2 separate regions of the Mus musculus genome follow, and region 2 is linked to region 1. Evidence: chromatin contacts called from public HiChIP or PLAC-seq data. All regions are on one chromosome and are shown on one strand. Each heading gives the region's core, a stretch centred on a gene start, on an enhancer-like site or on the middle of the called end of the contact. The rest is flanking DNA. Distances are from core to core; before and after follow the strand shown. Region 1 overlaps Slco3a1 (solute carrier organic anion transporter family, member 3a1). Region 2 has its middle 38 kb from the start of Gm39037.

The links. HiChIP or PLAC-seq counts read pairs in DNA pulled down with a chosen protein or histone mark.
Region 2: a contact with region 1 is called in a BATF HiChIP or PLAC-seq map of CD8 T cells, with 14 read pairs. The contact joins two enhancer-like sites. A contact is called at or near these places in 1 of 484 Hi-C or Micro-C datasets (nephron progenitors), 1 of 115 datasets of contacts at active chromatin or transcription factors (CD8 T cells) and 1 of 9 other capture datasets (adipose tissue).

The regions. Positions count from the first base shown.
Region 1 is chr7:74,494,544-74,499,260 of GRCm38.p6, reverse strand. All of the region lies in intron 2 of Slco3a1 (solute carrier organic anion transporter family, member 3a1), which reads left to right. Among named protein-coding and RNA genes, the nearest start is that of Slco3a1, 58 kb to the left of the region's middle. Within about 2 kb of position 1,825, at least 47 of the 459 cell types and tissues checked have an H3K27ac peak or open chromatin away from gene starts, as enhancers often do. A contact at or near this core is called in CD8 T cells, where this site is marked.
Region 2 is chr7:74,662,092-74,666,808 of GRCm38.p6, reverse strand. No RefSeq gene overlaps it. Among named protein-coding and RNA genes, the nearest start is that of Gm39037, 38 kb to the right of the region's middle. Within about 2 kb of position 2,783, at least 10 of the 459 cell types and tissues checked have an H3K27ac peak or open chromatin away from gene starts, as enhancers often do. A contact at or near this core is called in CD8 T cells, where this site is marked.

The sequences.
Region 1 (4,717 bases), core at 576-3,075:
ATCAGTTGGGGAGGTGGGCTGTATGCATAATTTTCCCACCTGTGTGATCTAGTTTTCCTGATGCAGATTGGGATCGAGGTGAAATCAGACCAGTTTGAATTGTTTATGTGTGCTTAGCAGATTTGTGCACAATACTAACACATGAAGTGGCAGACACAGACAGAGGGATGGCTGCACAGTCTTCTGAGCATGGCTATTTTGGAAGGAGTGGGATCCTGTTAGAGGAAAGTAGTTGTCTCAGGGCATCTTGGAGAGGACCTATGGGAGGAGCAGGGACCCTAGCAGTGTGCTGGATTACACAGCACAGTTGTTCTGAGCCTTGTGGCATATCTATTAGACCTGAAGTATCATGTACTCTTTGTTATCAATTAGATTGCAACCGAGATCAGCCCTCTGTGTTTTAGCTAATGATGCAAAGAGAATTATTCTCACATTTCACCTGCCAAGTGTTAGTACAAAGGTCACAAGCTTACCACCCAGCCAACAAAGAGAACCACACTTCTTTTTAGAGCCCTGGGAGCAAAGAGTTATTTTGCTTCAGATGAGTTTTATTTTAAGTTGACATTGGGTAAAATGTGTTCTAATTCTCCACAAAGAGCTTGGGTCGGGTATGGATCAAATACACTGTGACTGCAATTCTTTTAAAAGACATAATTGAAAGGCTGTTCCTCCTGGGAGCAAGCATAGCTCATTATATTCTTGCAACTTCATTGATATTGAAGTTTCTCTCATTAATTTCTTTTTTCTGAACTAAATGGCACTGGAAGTGGTCAGCTTGTTTTGGCCCCTCTCCAGTCCCTCATCCCAGCTGCTGGTGACATGCCATTTCAGTGTGTTTGGCACTGTGTTAAACAACTCACCCAAAGTCCTAATCTGGGGCTTCTGAATTGCCTGTGATGGTAGCTGATTTTCAATCCTTTCTAAATGCATATATTTCACATTCGGTGGCTTGGGACATCACGGCTCACCACCTTGGTTACCATGAGCATTCTGAATTAGGCTTCTCGCAGTCATTTCAAGATTTGAATTCTGGTTCTTCCATGGACCTCATTCCTGCAGACTGGCTGGGCTTCCTATTGCTGTGAACTCATCACCCTACCAATATGATGGGGTTTGGTAGGCTCACTGTTCCTAAGCAACAAGTATTATGTATCTTAAGGGGAGGGCAGAATCAAAAAGCATTTCCTTGATCATCTTTATAGTGTCTCCATTTACAAATCTAGAAACAGAGGCATAGATGAAGTGGCAGGTTTATCTCATTGAGGACAGGTTATTAGACAAGTGTCCTTGGGTCGTGATTGTCAGCAGCAGGTATGACACTTATGAATAGAAACCTTTTTAGTCCTGAACTAAGCCACCACAGCCCTTGCATGAAGGTTTTGCCTGCATGTAGATCTGTTCACAACCTGTGTGCCTTGTCCCTCTAGAAGTCAGAACTGGGCATCAGATTCCCTAGAACACGACTTATAGGGAGCGGTGGCCCACTGTGTGGGTGCTGGAAGTTGAACTCCAGTTCTCTGCAAGAGCAGCCAGTGCTCTAAACTTCTGAGCCATCTCTCTAGCCCCACTCAGAGCTGCTTATTTTGAAGAGAGACTTAAGATGCTTGTTTTCCAAGCAGACTGCATTGCTAACTCATTGAAATCCCCCAGCCTTTGATTAAATAATAGACACAACAACTTGAGGCAATGATGGTTGGTTTTAGCTCATGGTTTGAGAGGATAAAGTCCATTATGACGGGAGGGTGTGGTGGTGGGTGCTAAGAGTGTGCAGCTTGAACTCCTCACTCACGTCTTGCTAAAACAGGAAGTCTAAACAGAATAGGAAGTAGGCCTGGGCCATAAAACCTCAAGGCCTGTCTTCTCAGAAACTTACTTCTACAAGCTAAGCCCTTCTTCCTTAAGGTTCCACAACTTCCCCAACCAGGGCCACTTGCCTTTGGGGGGTGTTTCATACTCAAACTAAAACAGTGAGTCAACACTGGTAACCTGTATCAGGACTTCCTGGCAGAGATGAGGGGGAATTTTCATGGGCTTTTATGGTTCTGATCCTGCTGATACCATGCCTAATGCCTTATAAAAATAAGAACAATGAGCCATTGACATAAAGTAATAAATAAAGTAAAGTTCTACAGTTCCCTAAAGGAAACATTGGAATGTTCAAGGAATACAATTTGGATTGGTTGGGCATACATGTCTACTGTGTGGATGACTGCATCTTTGCAAAGAGACATTCAGACATAGCAAGGAAGTGGGTGATAGAGAAGAGAGAAGACTGGAGAGGTCGAGGTATAGATTCTTGCAAAAGCAGTTTCCTTCCACCAGAATATCAAAGACTGGCTTCACCACAGCCCATTTTGCTGCACCTGGCTGATGAATACAGGCCTATTATCTTTCCTTAACTGTAGCACAAGTATTGTTCTCAAATAAAAGACTATTTAAGATCTCCTTCCATAACAGGTGTGTTTTTTCATCTAGTTTACTTCTATTCTATTTGCTTTTTCTAAGAACAACATTGACTTTCTTTGTGTTCTTTTCACCCCTCAAAAGCATTCTGTAAGAAGAGATGGTATGAAGGGTTTTCTGTGTAGAAAGCAATGCTGTTTGGTGGTATTGTCTCTGTGACTTGGGTTAACCATCCTCCATTGCTAACGAGTATTGGAAGAATAGTATAGACACTTGCTGGAGTCTGTCTGTCCAGCATCTCGTTTTCATACTGAAGAATAGCCTTCCTATATCAGGTGGTTTTTGTGAGCTACAGGAATGGCCATATGGTCTAGGGATAGCCAATTATGACATAGAGAAAAGCCATGGTCTACAGTGATTGGCCCAATGAGTAGGTCAATCAGAAACTACTCTGGATTCAGACAAACACCAGTCACCTTCTTTCTAGAACATTCTGGGTAAGAACCCAGAATGCACAAGGAGTCCGATGTCCATCTTGGCTGCCACACACAGAGGAAATGACTACAGTGACAGAGAGAGTCAACCTGGAGAATCAGAGGGCAGGAGGCTGTTCCAGGCTGTGCTTGAAGCTGGTGTCCAACCCTCGAAATCCTGCTTATTTGGTTATGTAAATTATCCTTCTCAGCACTTGCAGTTATAGGCAAGATCCCACCTCTTTTAGACCCAAACACTTTTATGTCATGTAGGACTTGGGTTGCATTGCTTCCCTCTTGAGAGTCAACCAGACACCTTGAAAGATGAATATAATGGTTAGTTTTATTAATGCTGTGACCATAGGCCAGAGAAAACCAACTTACAGGAGGAAGGTTGTCTCTTGGCTCAGAGATTTTAGTTTATGGTCTTTGGCTCTAGGTTCTGGCTCATGATGAATCAGGACATTATGGCATAGAAAGAGGGGGCTCTTTACACCAAAGAGGGCAAGGAACAGAGAATGCAACAAGAACTGGAAAACAGGCTTAGCCTTCAGCTGCCCCAGTGATCTTGTTGGTCCAACTCAGCCTTACCTTCTAAGGTTCAGGACTTCCCCTTGTCAAGTGTCATCTACTAGGGACTACATCCTGTGGGTGAGACTAGGCATGGTACTTTATATTCAAACCTTAACTAGCGCTGAACTCCTGGGATGTGGTTGGCCTCTGAAGGAAGTGCTGGCTTTTTCACAGCACCAAGATATGCATCATCATACTCTGCAGAGCTCCTGACTCAACACATAAAAGAACAAGTGCGAGGCTGAAGGTTTTGGCTTAGTGCTTGCTTTTATCATTTCATAGTCATTTAAGTTGCAGGTTAGGGACCAGAGGTCAAGAGGGATGCCCCACCCCTTGTCTCTATCCCTCCAAACTCAAGCATGCAAAAATAACCCATTGTCAGGCTTTTGACAAGAGCAGTATGTGTTTAATAGCAAATCACTTCTGTAGGCAGAGAGCGGTGAGTACATACAGCTTAGTCAATGGCCCCGTTTATTGAATGGGAAACATAACCAACCCTGTTCTCTTTAATGCTTGCAGTTGCCAAAGCTGCCTTAACTCCCTCTAATGACTTCATATTGTCAGAAATGAATCAGCTAAATGAATATCTTCCATCCAGCTCAGCGATGCCATTTCACTTCTGCCAAGTGGTATGTGTATATGAATGCGGTCGGTGTGTGTGTGTGTGTGTGTGTGTGTGTGTGTGTGTGTGAGAGAGAGAGAGAGAGAGAGAGAGAGAGAGAGAGAGAGAGCACTTGCGCCGGCAAGCTTATTTTAGTCCACACCACAGATGCAGTCTGCAGATATCAAAGTCTTAGTTAGTTAATGGACACTCATAAAAACTTAAGTATCATCTTTATAGTTGGAATCCTGCAATTTGCCTTACAAATGCCAGGACTCAATGAGGTTACTTTACAGGGCTTCTTCAAGCTGAAGGTTCTGTGATGTGCTTAGTGTAGCTAGGGTGATTCTTGCCCTTCTAAATTTATATAGAGACTGAGATGTATGTATGCTCTTTAAAGCAAAACTAATACCTGCATCTTAGCTAGGCTTATGACCCCCAAATGATTAAAGTCCCAAAATGTGCTTAGGTTGGGTTGACCTTGGTGTTAGACAATATGGAGTGGACTAGATATGTGCTGATTCTAGTATTAGAATACTTCTGTATTAGTCAGGGTTCTCTAGAATCACAGAACTTATGGATAGTCTCTAGATAGTAAAGGAATTTATTGATGACTTACAGTCGGCAGCCCAATTCCCAACAATGATTCAGTCGTAGCTGTGAATGG
Region 2 (4,717 bases), core at 1,534-4,033, 170 kb before region 1:
TTGTTTCATGCACCAGGGTACAGAAATGATGAGATAGAAAGGTTATTCTCTGTTGTAGAGTTTATATTCTAGTAAGGAAGCCAAACAGGGAACAGATAAATGAATAAGCAAGATAAATTCTGTTGATTATGAGTTGCCATTATGGCAAAATGTGGCATGGTGGACAGTCAGCATGTGGGGTAAGATAAAGTCTTTCAATAAGTTGCTCAGACTGACCATCTTTATTGGCTATTCTGTTTGCTCCTCCTGACCTGCTGGTTACTCCTCTCTTCCAGCACTGTGTCCCAGGAAAAGGCCCCCATGAAGCTCTTAGAAATGAGCAAAACCAATGACACCCCAAGTATGTGTAGGCAGAAAGAGAGAGGCATTCAGAAAATGCTGGTGAAGCCCACCAGGATAATCACTGTTTGTATGGTCCATGAGGTTTTAGAATGAGACCATCTACATGGTGTCATTCCTTCAGTTGCCATGGGCTTCTTACATTATAGAGAGATTCATGATTTTTTCATAGCAATTAATATCTATTCTGGAATATGAATTTGCCTTCTTTTTCCTGTGGTAATTCTTACAGCACTCCCTTCAAACTAAAATATATAGAATTTCTTTTCTTTTGTCTTGGTATGTCTGCCACAGCTTCTTCTATAAGCAAAGGAAAGAAAGCAATGTAAACTCAAGAGCGTGGCTTTGATACTTTGCATGGATTAATCTACACCATAATCCTATGACACAGAGGTTGCTATTGGCTACTTTTTTACAGGCCCTAATGATATAATTAACTGACCTAATAACTACTTGAAGGAGATGGGATTTGTCTTTCTAATAGAATCCACAATAATACATGCATGTTTTCTCTCTTCAAAGAGGTAGAAATTAACTCCCATCCCCTTGAGTCTAGTTTAGGCTTTTTTTTTCAACATTCCCAAAGAAGCTTACAAGAAACTAACAGTTCAGGGAGAAGTCCAACAGATAATGACTTTAACCAAGTGACTGAAGCCAACGGATAATGTTGATAGTGTGCTTCCCAAAATGATACAATGAGAAAAGAATATGACAGACATAATGTTTTACCCAACTCTAAATGCCCAAACCCCCATCTACTCAGGAGAAAAGCACAAACAAACCCAAGTTGAAAACCATCTAAAATATCTGACCTCTGAAAGTGTAAAGGTAATGAGAAACAAGGAAAAGCAGACTGATTATATTGGATCAGACTAAAGAATACAGATGACTCACATATACTATAGCATCTCGGAGTGCAAAACAGAAAGCCATTAAACCTGGCAAACGTAAGTAGTTTAGAAAGTAGAACTGTAACAGTTTGAGTTTCTTCACTTTTACAAGTAGGCCAATTTTCCACAGTTGGGAAAGTGGGTAAATTCTTGGTAGTGCAAGGATTTTAAAACAAATATGATAGTTTAAAATTAAATTTTCTTCAGAAAGCACAGACAAAAGATCACTGTACAAGATCCCTTCTGAATCAGAACAATTGACAGCACCTTTCTGGCTACTTTCCATTTGGGAACATTCAGTCACAGACTAAAGAAGTTTTGCCTCTCTGCCTAATGATGGAGAAAACAATATCATGGTGGTGAACAATGGGTCCTGATTATAAAGATTACTACAAAGACACTGTATGTGTAACACACTCCCACTACTAAATAGACTCAATGACCTCCCACCTCATAGTAGGTTGAGTTGTTGAATGTTCCCTGTGCATCCATAAAACGAGAAATCATATCTTTTTCTGACGTTTCCAGTCTCACTTCCTGAAAAATTATGCACTGGTCATGATGAATAGCCACTGGCAAATACCATTTGGGACCATCCGAAGCTTCATTACACATTTGCCTAAAAAACAGCCTCTTTTGGTTAATATTTTTAATGCAGTTCTCAAATCCAGCTCCACTGGGATAGAGAATCAATACAGGCAACAAATGAACTCAGGAAACAAAGAAGATGAAGTATTATCACCAAGAATCAAGATCCAGGAAATGGTTTGCTTTGAGCTATTATCAGTTGCCATAAGATGCCAATCTCTACCATACAATTTACATTGAATGGTATTTATTAATAAACATATAAAAGCCTATTTAGTAAGCATTGGCAGCAGTAACCATCACCACCTTTTATCACAATGGTGTTGTTTTACTGACAATCATAATGTTCTCTACCTTTATCTCCACTACTACACATAAAGTGACTGAAATTCAGAAGGACTAAGTCATACCATCATTTGAGCCTCAAATACAGATTTCCTTCACTTTAGCCATCAAGCACTTCCAAAACTTAACATCGTTACTTCATAAGGAGTGGCACTTTTCTTGTATGAGCAACTCCACACAGATCTGACACCCATGGCAAAGCAAATGAGAGCCCAGAGAAGAGGCCATTATTTCAGCAAACCGTTAAAAACACAAGACAAAACCAAAGAAGACAAGTTAAACATTCAGTTGTTACTTAACTCTAATTGCCTCTGTTTTTCCATCTTAAAGTATGGTTCAAACCCATGTAAACATTGAACAGAAGTGATTTTTTTTCACCATGAGCCACCTGCTCAAGAGAATATCTTTCAGCTTTTTTTCTACCCTTGAATCAACATACATTGCTTTCCTTTAAAAAAAAAAAGAGTAACAAAAATGTATCTGTATGATATGCAAAAACAGACTCTCAAAAAAAAAAAAAAAAAAAAAAAGCCCAAACAGCAGTTTTGTTGTTTTCAACAGGAAACATTGAACCCAGTGAAGAAGGTGTCTGAGAAGCTGGGTAAGATGAGAGGCTCCAGTTCTGCAGACTGCATCACAGTGGTGGAGCACAGGGCAACCACAGAGGACTCAGAGGCACACTGGGTAACTCTGCCGTATACACAAATTAAGCATCACCCAAGTAACTGAAAATAAAAGATGCCACACTTGATCTATAGTACAAATATCCTTCAATACACATAACTTTTCATGCACAGAATTATCAACAGTATTGTATAAAATTATGATCAGGTTGTATATGTAAGGTCTATGTGAAACAAATTTCTTTTGGCCCTGACATGTCCCATATAAGGAGATATAAGCCAAGCATTCTAGATGTAAATCAAAGTTTAAAAAAACCTTTAAACTACATTTAAAATACATGTACATCCAAAATCTGAGGAACCAGCAATACCACTCCTTGGCATATACCCAAAAGGTGTTCCACATGCTCCATCATGTTCATAGCAGCTATATTTATAATATCCAGAAGCTAGAACAACCCAGATGTTCCTCAACAGAGGAATGGATACAGAAAATGTGGTATATTTACACAATGGTATATTTACACAACTCAGCTATTAAAAACAATGACTTCATGAAATTCTTAGGCAAATGGATGGAACTAGAAAATATCCTGAGTGAGGTAACCCAGTCACAAAAGAACACACATGGTATGCATTCACTGATAAGTGGATATTAACCCAAAACCCAGAATACCCAAGATACAATTCACAGACCACATGAAGCTCAAAAATAAGGAAGACCAAAGTGTGGCTGCTTCGGTCCTTCTTAGAAGGGGAAACAAAATACTCACAGGAGGAAATATGGTGATAAAGTGTGGAGCATAGACTGAAGGAAAGGCCATCCAGTGACTGTCCCACCTGGGGATCCACCCTATATACTGTCACCAAGCCCAGACACTATTGTGGATGCCAAGCAGTGCATGCTCACAGGAGACTGATATAGCTGTCTCCTGAGAGGCTCTGCCAGAGCCTGACAAATACAGAGGTGGATGCTCACAGCCAACCATTGGAATGAACATGGAGTCCCCAATGGAGGAATTAGAGAAAGGACTGAAGGAGCTGAAAGGGTTTGCAACCCCATAGGAAGAACATCAATATCAACCAACCAGATGCCCCAGAGCTCCCAGGGATGAAACCACCAACCAAAGAGTACACATGGAGGGACCCATCATAGCTCCAGCCACGTATGTAGTAGAAGATGGCATTGTCAGGCAACAATGAGAGAAGAGGCCATTGGTACAGTGAAGACTCGATGCCCCAATGTAGAGGAATGTCAGGGGATGGGGAGTGAAGCAGTATTGGGTGAGTAAACACCCTCATAGAAACAGGGGATGGGGGATGGGATAGGGGGTTTCCAGTTTGGAGGGAAACCAGGAAGGGGGATAATGTAAATAAAGGAAATATCCAATAAAAAAAATCAAGTGGCTATTGTCATAGCAAATAAATGACTAAATGTCAATCGCAAACAGGACATACCAAAGGAATGGAGAGAGTTTCCTCTTGTGCCCCATTTTATAGTTGGTAAAATGAAGTATGTTTTCAGACATTTGTCTATAAAATCACAGCCCTTAAAATTGCAAGAACTCTCTTCATGAAATGTTAGAGAGTAAAATGCACTGGAAAATATTACCTCAGGCTATAGCAGAATTGAGGATATGGAGAACCAGAGAGAAGAAACCAAAGATTGGGTTGTTAAGTCATTTGTCCTAGCTCAGATTTGGGGAACACGAGTGTGACTATTTTGGTTCCCATGGCAAAGAACCCAAACAAAGCATTAATAACACCATGTTTAGGGATCCAAAATAAAAAGAACAACAGCTTAACATCTATTTTCTTGAAATAGTGATTCATAGACTCTGTGAAACAGCAGTGGCAGCGGCAGCCAGTCTCTCTAGATGCTTGACTCACGGATCTCATTAATCTGGGATGCTGTGGTAGTGAGGTTCCCAC